3 separate regions of the Sus scrofa genome follow, and regions 2 and 3 are each linked to region 1. Evidence: chromatin contacts called from public promoter capture Hi-C data. All regions are on one chromosome and are shown on one strand. Each heading gives the region's core, a stretch centred on a gene start, on an enhancer-like site or on the middle of the called end of the contact. The rest is flanking DNA. Distances are from core to core; before and after follow the strand shown. Region 1 holds the start of RHBG (Rh family, B glycoprotein). Region 2 holds the start of HAPLN2 (hyaluronan and proteoglycan link protein 2). Region 3 holds the start of NAXE (NAD(P)HX epimerase).

Region 1 (3,137 bases), core at 236-2,735:
CTCGTGTAGCTAGAAATGGGGTGAAATATGGGGAGGGAGGAGCTGCAGCCCCCTTCTGCCTAGGAAGGCTGATGGTCTGGCACTTTAAACCCAGATCCAAGCCTCCACCCCACCCTCTGTATCATCAGCATTGTGAGCTTCATTTTGTTGGGATTAGGACTGGGAAAGGGTCAGGTGGAGACAGCCTGCTGCCAGTTCTGCATAACAGCCTGGGATTTATATAGGAGACTCTTACATTCTGGGCCTTGCTTGAATGTATATCCTTCATACTGAGGCATCTTTCTCCCCAATGCTCAGATGGGGAAAACTGAGGCTTAGAGACCTGCTCAAGTATGTATGAAGTCTGGGAAATCTGGTGTCCTTGGTCCCAGCTGCCTAGGGCCTGAGTCACAAGGTTGGACCCCCAACCTTGAGGGAGAGGTTCTATTCCCAACAGAAGGCAGGAGCTTAGCCCTCTCCTTTCTGGGCCTCATCAGCAAGCAGATGAGCTGTGGCACAAGAAGCTCAGGATACTTAGTTCCAGCTCTGTCACTCACATGGCAGGTGATCATGAACAAATCACAACCTCTTTGAGCCTCAGCTTTCTCCCCTGAGAAATGGGCTAATAACCTTGCCATGCTTCCTTCTCAGGGCTGAGGACTGTTGGTTGGTAGGTAGGTATGTGGTTTTCTCTCTGACTCTGGAAGAGCCAGCTTCAGGGAACAGGGGAAGAAACATCTGAGCCCAATAGTTTTGGCTCCCTTCACAATTAATACCTGCATCACTGCTTCCTGCACCCCACTCCCTACCTCTCCTTCCCAGAAGGATTTTTTATTTTGTTTTGTTTGTTTGTTTATCATTTCCTGTGGTCAGGAGTCCCCAGGAAAGGCAGTCTCTGGAACAGACCAGCAAAGCCCAACTAGGCCAACAAGAGAGTAGGTTAAGTTGGGGGCTTCAGATCTGAGTTCAAATCCCAGCTCCCTCAATTCTGACAGCAAAAACCAGTCACTTAACCTCTCTGAACCTCATTTTCCCCATTTTTGTCTACTTCATAGACGAAAGGAGAAAATTCACATGCCACCTGGAACGTGGCACACACTAGTGAAAGTGTGTTACTATAAATCTGGGGCACCTTCATCTCAAAGTGAGAGGGTTGCCCACCTAGGGGTAGATCTGGGCAACCAAGCGCCCCCTCCCAAGACACCAGAGGGGCTTAGGGTCTTAGCTCCCCGCGCACCTTCACCTGTACTCACTTGGGTAGCGAAAGTAAAATTCATTGTCTGGGTTACTGTGGTTGCCCCAGTGCCAGAGGGCAGCGTCGGTTTCATGGTTGTAGCGGACGAAGACAGCAAAGAGGATGGCGGTGGCGCCCTGAAGGAGGAGGCATAGCAGGGGCAGCTGCAGTCGCCGGCCCCCGGCGCGGCGGGAGGACCCAGCCATGGGACAGAGGCTGCAAGTCTCCGGCTCCGGCTTGGGCTCCGGCTCCAGCTCCAGGCGCGCTGGGCTGGCAGACACTCTCGGGGCGGGCCGGGCAGGTTTCACCAGAACCAGGCCCCGCCCACCGGACGCAGGTCCCGCCCACACGGAGGCTTACCCGCCGCAGATCCACGCCCCAGCCCTCGGAGGCGAGGAAGGGGAGACGGTGAGGGCTAGGGTCTCGGGCCTAAGGTGAGGCAAGCAGTGGGAAGGAATGGGGCATTCGGACCCCAAATCCTTTTCCTTTAGCCCAGCTGACTCTGGCGCTGTTCCGTTTGGAACAGGTCCTTGGAAGTGACCCTGGAAAGACGCCCAGTGTTCTGCTCTGCTGGGGCACAGCTGCGGGATCCGGTGGGGGCGGCGGCGGAGGGGGGAAACACGGAGAAGGAGTGGGGGACAAAGAGGAGGGAGGAGAGGGAGGGCAATCCTTTCCTTAAATATGGTGTGAATTTAGAGAGTGTTTCCTAAAGAATAAGTGAAAATAAGCCTTATTTTTAGGCCCAGACCTCCCCGGCCCGGGGCCCCTCCAGGGTTAATAATACAAGAGAGAGTTGAGGGGTTACTCAACGTTTTCCCCAACTGAAAGAGAGATGGAGAAAGGAGATAAAGAGCCGGCTCTCGGCACTGATGATTAACCTGGTTGGGGAGGTCCAAGCCTCAGCAGGTGAGTTCCTTACCCCACTCCCCAGCCTCCTCACCTGCGTCAGCACCCCACCCCAGTTCTGGGGCAGGAGGCTGGACCTGGGAGCAGGCTGGGCTGGGGCCCACTGACACCTGGGTTCTCTGCACACCCAGTAAAAGAGTCTGGGCTGCCCCAACCTCTGGAAAGAAGGGAAGCCAATGTAAGAAGGCTCTTCTCAGTAAGGTGTCAAGATCCCCTTGTTACACAAGCAAGATTTGCATCCACTGGGGCCCTGGTAGACAGACACGGAGGAGTTAGCCATTAATTGAGCATTTACTGTGAACCAGGCTTCAGAGATGAACCAAAGGACCCCTCCCTCCAGAAGCCACTGTTCAGTAGCGAGCCAGATACTTAGGAGGGATTTGAAGTGCCATTGGAGTAAATGTGTGACCCCAGGAATCACAGAGGCTTGGGGGCCCAGATGAGAAGCTGCAGAACTCTCAGGAGTGGGGATGCAGGAGGGGACAGAGATGGAGAATTGCTTCCTGGGAGGTGGTGTCTGCAGGCAGCCTGGAAGGACAACCTAGAAATTGAGTAAGTAAAGAAAGACGAGGAGTTCCCATCATGACTCAGTGATTAACGAACCCTGACTTGAATCCATGAGGATGCAGGTTTGATCCCTGGCCTTGCTCAGTGGGTTAAGGATCTAGCGTTGCCCTGAGCTGTGGTGTAGGTCGCATAAGCGTCTTGGATCCCGTGTTGCTATGGCTCTGGTGCAGGCCGGCGGCTACAGCTCCGGTGAGACCCCTAGCCTGGGAACTTCTATATGCCACGGGTGCAGCCCTAGAAAGACCAAAAAAAAAAAAAAAAAAAAAAAAAAAAGAAAGAAGAGGCAATGTTTCAAGAGGGGACACATAGGCAGAAGCCATGTGTATGATGGGCGCTTTAGCAGTTAAGGCTGGAGATGGGTAATCAGCAGGCTGAGGTGTGTGGCCAGTACCCGGTGGGTGCTGGGTCACTGGAGACCTCTATACAGATGGAGGACCCTTGCATTATTCCT
Region 2 (3,137 bases), core at 189-2,688, 240 kb before region 1:
ATCAAATTATTTCACTGATAATTATTTTTCTGATCATTCTGATCAATAATATGCTGTAAGGTATTTATTTTGACACTGACCTGTTAGAAGTGAGTCTCTTCACAGGGATGGGGGGAGTGGTGACTGGCAGCTTTCTGTCCTGCTGGAGGAAGGGGTTCCTGGTGAAGGAACTGCCTCCACCCCGGGGAGGTCCAAGCAACTTAGAGCCCCAGAATTTGGGCCCCTGATCAGTGTGGTTTCTTTCCCCTTTTGCCCCTTTAAGGAAAAGCTTCTGCCCTGAGTTCAAAGAAAACTACCAAGAAGTCCCCCCACCCCTCATTCCCCTAAGCCAGGCTAAGTGACTGGGTCCAGCTCCGTGATCGGGCACTTTATCTTTGGCACCCACTGCCCTGGGCCCACGGAAGACACAGGGCTTGGGAAGAGACATGGGAACCCATGAAGAGGGATGAGGGAAAGGAGGCAACCAAGGATGATCAATTACCTGGAATGTTGCAGAGAATCAGCTGCCTTGATTCTTCCAGATGCGCTTGAACCAGAGAAGGGACAGATTGATTGGTGGGTACGAGGATGTTGGGCTGATGGGCATGGGGGTGAACCACAAATGAGGCTCAAAGGTCCATGGGTGTCAGAGCTCCAGCTGCCTGAATTTTTCCATACGGGCCTCCTCTAAGCAGCACCCCTCCCCCTCCCCCAACAAAGTCCTCACCTCCGCCCTCCGGTGCCTGGGTGCGCATCTCCTATGGGAAGAGACTCTCCAGGTGGGAACCAGACTTCCAGGACTTCCAGCTGCTTCAAGAAACCTGACCCCTTCTGTCCAGCTCCCCTGTCTGTCGTCTGGCTGTCCTTTGCTTCTCTGTCCCCACCCCGTCGGAAGCACAATTTCCCATTGTCTCCTTCTTTTTCCCTATTGTTGAATAACAGGGGCCCTTTCTTTATCCTCTGGGTAATGGCAGCGAAATGTCAACAGCTGGGGATGTGGGATGCAGGACCGGCTGGCACACATCACCGGAAAAAGGGTCTGGATGGGGGCGGGCCCAGAACAGGAACTGACATCCCCAAGGAGAAGCAAATGGGGAGGGGGAGAGAGAAGGTTGATGAGAAGGTTAAAATGGGTTCCTCTCAATACTCAAAAGAAATTTTGTGTAAGGCCAAGGGGATAGCTGGGCTCCATGGAGGGCAGAGGGAGTGGGTAACCTTGCAATAGGAGAGATGGAAGGACTTTGGGAAGCTCTCCAAGGGAGGTCATCTTATTTGTCCCCTAGTTCCCCAGCTCCTCCTTCCCCAGCAGATGGAGAATATTAAAGTTCTTGAGACCCTTCACCTCCCCCGGTGGAGATGCACTTCTCAAAAATTCCTCTTCGGAGTTCCCGTTGTGGCGCAGTGGTTAACGAATCCGACTAGGAACAATGAGGTTACGGGTTCGATCCCTGCCCTTGCTCAGTGGTTTAAGGATCCGGCGTTGCTGTGGTGTAGGTCACAGATGTGGCTCGGATCCCATGTTGCCGTGGCTGTGGTATAGGCCGGTGGCTACAGCTCTGATTAGACCCCTAGCCTGGGAACCTCCATATGCCGCGGGAGTGGCCCAAGAAAAGGCAAAAAGACAAAAAAAAATTCCTCTTATTAGGAAGTTCTTTTTGCAGTCTAAATTCCAGCTGGAGGTGTTTTGTTTTTTTGTTTTGTTTTGTTTTATTACTCAAATGAATTTATCACATCTGTAGTTGTATAATGATCATCACAATCCAATTTCACAGGATTTCCATCCCATAACCCAAGCACATCCCCCCGCCCCCCCCATAGGTTTTTTAATGTCTGTGAGTCAGCATCTGTTCTGCAAAGAAGTTCAGTCTGTCCTTTTTTCAGATTCCACATGTCAGTGAAAGCATCTGATGTTGGTGTCTCATTGTATGACTGACTTCACTTAGCATAATAATTTCTAGGTCCATTCATGTTGCTAAAAATTCTGCTGGTGTTTTTAAAACATTTCTATTGAGGTATAATTTACAAGTAACAAAGTGCAGATCTTCATTGTACATAAACGTTAGCATGTGTGCAGATCTGTAACTACTTTGCCCCAGATCAAGATGTAGGACTTTTCCGACACCCTAAATAAGCCCATTTCTTTTTTGTTTGCTCTCTGTGCAAAGGGAGGGTTTTCTCTGTAAATAGCCATTTAGAAGCATTTCCAGGAGTTTCCATCGTGGCTCAGCAGAAACGAATCCAACTAGGAACCATGAGGTTGTGGGTTCAATCCCTGGCCTCGCTCAGTGGGTTAAGGCTCCAGTGTTGCTGTGGCTGTGGCCTAGGCTGGCAGCGGTAGCTCGGCTTGGACCCCTAGCCTGGGAACCTCCATATGCCGCGGGTGCGGCCCTAAAAAGCACTAAAATAAAATAAAGCGTTTCCACCTTCAAATCCCCTCTTAGCCTTCTTCTCTCTGTAGCTTCGGGTTACTAAATCCTATGCTCTCAGAACTAGAGGGGCCCTCCGGAGGCTCAGCTTCCTCATTTACCAGAGGAAGAAGAGCAGATGGAAGGGAAAGTGACTTGCCCCAGACCACGTGGAATGCAACTGTTGAGTCAAACCTAGAACATTCTGCTGCCCCCCCCCCCCCCCCCCCCGCAATTCCCTCTTCCACTCTTTTCCTCCACTCTCCAAGTCAGTGGAGCTGCAGAGACTTCACTGGGGCCACATTACATAGCGGGGAGCCCAGCCCGACCGCGCTGTTTAGGGATCGAATTGACTGTCTTTTCCCATTCGCGCCATCCCTTCCTCAGCCCTTCCGTCTTCCTCCCGGAGAGAGAAGGACAAACGAGAAGAGACAAATAGCCGCCTGTCTCCTCTGCCGGGACACCGTGATCCGCGCATCTGATTGGCTTCCGCCCAATGCAAACAAACAGCCTCCGGCGGGCAGCGGGCGGCGGAAAGGGAGACGGTCTCGCGCCTCCCTTTCCCCACCCGACTCACCCTTCGCTGCTCCTTTTCCCCAGATCACTCCTGAGTTGTTTGGAGTCTCTGCTTATAAATCTGTAAACGGTTGAGTTGGGCAGGGAGGAAGGCCTGGAACTATTTGATAAATCCTTTGAGGATGGAATAAATATAGCGTGAATATCCAAACTGTTTACTTGGCTCAAGATCACATC
Region 3 (3,137 bases), core at 430-2,929, 210 kb before region 1:
TGGGAGTCAAGAAGGACAGGTTCTGGTCTCAGCTCTGCTGTGATCCTTTGAACAAACCACTTTCCTTCTCTGCATCTCAGTCTCTTCATCTATAAAATGTGCTAAGAAATTTTAAAAAGAAGTTCTAAAGTTTCCCACTCCTAAATCCAGGCATCTGAAGAAAGGGTTTAGGATGAAGCAGGCACTTCAGCTCCTAAGAGGGGCAGATAATGTGTTTACTGCTTGCTAGGGGAAGAGGAACTGGCTACAGAGTGAAAGGAGTGACCCAGGAGATAAAGGGGAAAGGAAGCTTTACAGAAGGTGGTGCTGGGAACTCCTGGAGCACACCTTTTGGAGAAGACTTTTAACCACGTCTATTCAAAGAGCATACTTTGGGGGAGTTCCCGTTGTGGTGCAGGGGAAAGAAATCTGACTAGGATCCATGGGGATGCAGGTTCGATCCCTGGCCTCACTCAGTGGGTTAAGGATCTAGTGTCGCCCTGAGCTGTGGTGTAGGTCGCAGATGTGGCTTGGATCTGGCGTGGCTATGGCTGTGGTGTGGGCCGGCAGCTGTAGGTCCAATTTGACCCCTTGTCTAGGAACCTCCATATGCCACAGATGTGGCCCTAAAAAGCAAAAAAACAAAAACAAAAAAACCCCCACCATACTTTGGGCACTTTCTGTGTCAGGCACTATCCCTACCCTCTTAAGAGTTAATCCTCTAGAGAGGAAGATAGCAAGTGAGCTCAGCTTGGGAAGGTGAGGAAAGAGAACACAGGCAGTGGTTATTGAGGAGGAGAGAGCACTGAACTGGAGCCACCTACCTCTGAGGGCATTTCATCAAGGAAAGGGATGTCCATTTTCTGGCACTGGGTTACCAGCGCAGTGAAGAGTGGCTTGTTAGGCCTTTTAGGGTAATAGATGGTTGGTTGGTAGCCCTATGAGGAAAGGAAAGGGTTGTAATTCAAGTCCAGATCCTAGAAACCTCATGCTCTTTTCCCCACGGCCCTTCTGCGAATACTCACAAAGAGTTTGAGGTGTCGAGCACAGACCAGGCCATCTCCTCCGTTATTCCCGGGGCCACAAATGACTAGGACAGTAGGGGGGCTCCTGGACAAGGACGTGGGAGGATAGGCCTGAAGGCAGAGTCAAAGGGGATTCAGAGGGGCATTTGGGAAGCGACAGCTCGGGCTTGGCCCGGCTGTCCCTCCCACTTCGCTGTGCCTAGGCCAGGGGGCTTGCACAATGACTTGCCACTGACCTTGGCAATGGCTGTAGCACAGCTCAGCCCGGCCAGCTCCATTAGTTGGTCCACGCTGAACTGGTACTCGTTAAACAGCTCCTGGTCCACAGCCTGGGCCTCCTCCTGGCTGAGGAAGCGCAAAGCCTGAGGTCCCGCCCCTCAGGTGCTGCGCCGGGCCGGCAGCGCGGCCGCCCCAGGTCCCGCCCCCCGGGAGGGAGGGCCTGCACCCCGGTCCTGCGCCCCGCGTGCCCCCGCCCGCCCTGGAACTTTGCCTACCTGAGGTACTTCACCGCTGAGCTCGCCATGCCTTCTACGTCCCCGCGGCCACCCGAGATCAGCCGCTGCGGCCCCCACCAGGTGGGTCGCGCGCGACAGGCGCCGGCCTGGACTCTGACGCGCGGCAGGCGCGAGCCCGCAACGAGCAGCCCGAGCCCGAGCAGCGCCCGCAGACCAGACATCCAGCTCGCAGGGCGCGCGCCTCCGGCCCGCCCCGGCCTGCCCGGCGCCTGCGCAGCACTCTGCCCCGCCCCCGAGAGGCCGGGGCCGCAAGCGCTTCTGCCGAAAGCGGTCCTGGGATCCGCCGCGCTCGCTCCTCCGCGGCTGGTTGCCTTACGCACCCGCCCCGCGGGTGTCTGCCTGTGTCCGTGCGCTTTCTCTTCCAGTCTGGATCCAAGCCCTCCGCGGGAACATTTACGTATTGCCTCAGAGATAACCGGAAGTGCTTTGCTCCCAACCGCCCTTTGGTAATAATTTTTCATATTTTTGTAGCTTTTCCAGGAAGCTGTATGGCAGAGCAGTTAGCCCCGGTTCTTGTCCTACCACCGACTAGCTGAGTGAACCTGGCTCTCCTGGTTTCAGTGTCCTATAAAATGAGGATATGAGTACATACTTCATGGGGTGGTAATCCATGCAAAGCCGTCGACAGCGCCCCTCGTACACAGGGCTCAATAAATTAATGCTCTTATTTACACTGCTTTTCATGGGACTTAGGACCCTTATGCCCACTAGTTTAGCTTCCCCTTTCTCTGTTTACCAGGATAGCACGTTCTACTTCCCTAATCATACGTAATACTTACCCTTCTTCATCGAGATAAAAGCTGTGGAAATAGAAAAGTATAAACCTTAATTAAGTCAAGTATGCCATGGTTAAAAATGTAATTGAAACTGTAGACGCCAGGTCACGGTAATATTTCAAGAAAAAATCAGAGAAGACTAAACTTTTAACCCAAGAGTTTTGTTTTTTTGTTTTTTTTTGCCTTTTCTAGGGCCCCTCCCGCGGCATATGGAAGTTCCCAGGCTAGGGGTCTAATCGAAGCTGTAGCCGCCGGCCTACACCACAGCCAACGCCAGATCTGAGCCCCGTCTGCGACCTACACCACAGCTCACAGCAACGCCAGATCCTTAACCCACTGAGCAAGGCCAGGGATCGAACCTGCAGCTTCATGATTCCTTTTTTTTTTTTTTTTTTGGTCTTTTAGTCTTTTTGTTGTTGTTGTTGTTGTTATTGTTGCTATTTCTTGGGCCGCTCCCGCGGCATATGGAGGTTCCCAGGTTAGGGGTCTAATCGGAGCTGTAGCCACCGGCCTACGCCAGAGCCACAGCAACGCGGTATCCGAGCCATGTCTGCAACCTACACCACAGCTCACGGCAACGCCGGATCATTAACCTACTGAGCAAGGGCAGGGACCGAACCCGCAACCTCATGGTTCCTAGTCGGATTCGTTAACCACTGCGCCACGACGGGAACTCCAAGCTTCATGATTCCTAATCGGATTCGTTAACCACTGAGCCACAACAGGAACTCCTAACCCAAGAGTTTTTAAAAATGCAAACACTCCTGCCTGGTTAGGGGAGAAGTTTAGGGAATAACAAACCAGTTACCATTAAGGCACTAAGATAAAGATAATTATCCAGG

The links. Promoter capture Hi-C pulls out the DNA fragments that hold promoters and counts their contacts.
Region 2: a promoter capture Hi-C map of fetal liver shows a contact between it and region 1, with 2.5 times the contacts expected there. The contact joins the promoter of HAPLN2 here to the promoter of RHBG in region 1. A contact is called at or near these places in 2 of 5 promoter capture datasets (fetal liver and liver) and 11 of 47 Hi-C or Micro-C datasets (alveolar macrophages, embryonic fibroblasts, fetal heart ventricle and 8 more).
Region 3: a contact with region 1 is called in a promoter capture Hi-C map of fetal skeletal muscle, with 2.9 times the contacts expected there. The contact joins the promoter of NAXE here to the promoter of RHBG in region 1. A contact is called at or near these places in 1 of 5 promoter capture datasets (fetal skeletal muscle), 3 of 47 Hi-C or Micro-C datasets (liver, omental adipose tissue and subcutaneous adipose tissue) and 1 of 2 datasets of contacts at active chromatin or transcription factors (skeletal muscle).

What each region holds. Positions count from the first base shown.
Region 1 is chr4:93,706,331-93,709,467 of Sscrofa11.1, forward strand. It overlaps RHBG (Rh family, B glycoprotein), which reads right to left and starts at 1,486. Exons shown (of 10, transcript NM_213996.1): 1 at 1,233-1,486. The coding sequence starts at 1,419.
Region 2 is chr4:93,466,949-93,470,085 of Sscrofa11.1, forward strand. It overlaps HAPLN2 (hyaluronan and proteoglycan link protein 2), which reads right to left and starts at 1,439. Exons shown (of 8, transcript XM_003355142.5): 1 at 707-1,439; 2 at 482-526; 3 at 81-139.
Region 3 is chr4:93,494,233-93,497,369 of Sscrofa11.1, forward strand. It overlaps NAXE (NAD(P)HX epimerase), which reads right to left and starts at 1,680. Exons shown (of 6, transcript NM_001078664.1): 1 at 1,499-1,680; 2 at 1,241-1,349; 3 at 1,005-1,115; 4 at 804-917. The coding sequence starts at 1,680. IQGAP3 (ras GTPase-activating-like protein IQGAP3) reads left to right here and starts at 1,767. Exons shown (of 38, transcript XM_021089671.1): 1 at 1,767-1,965.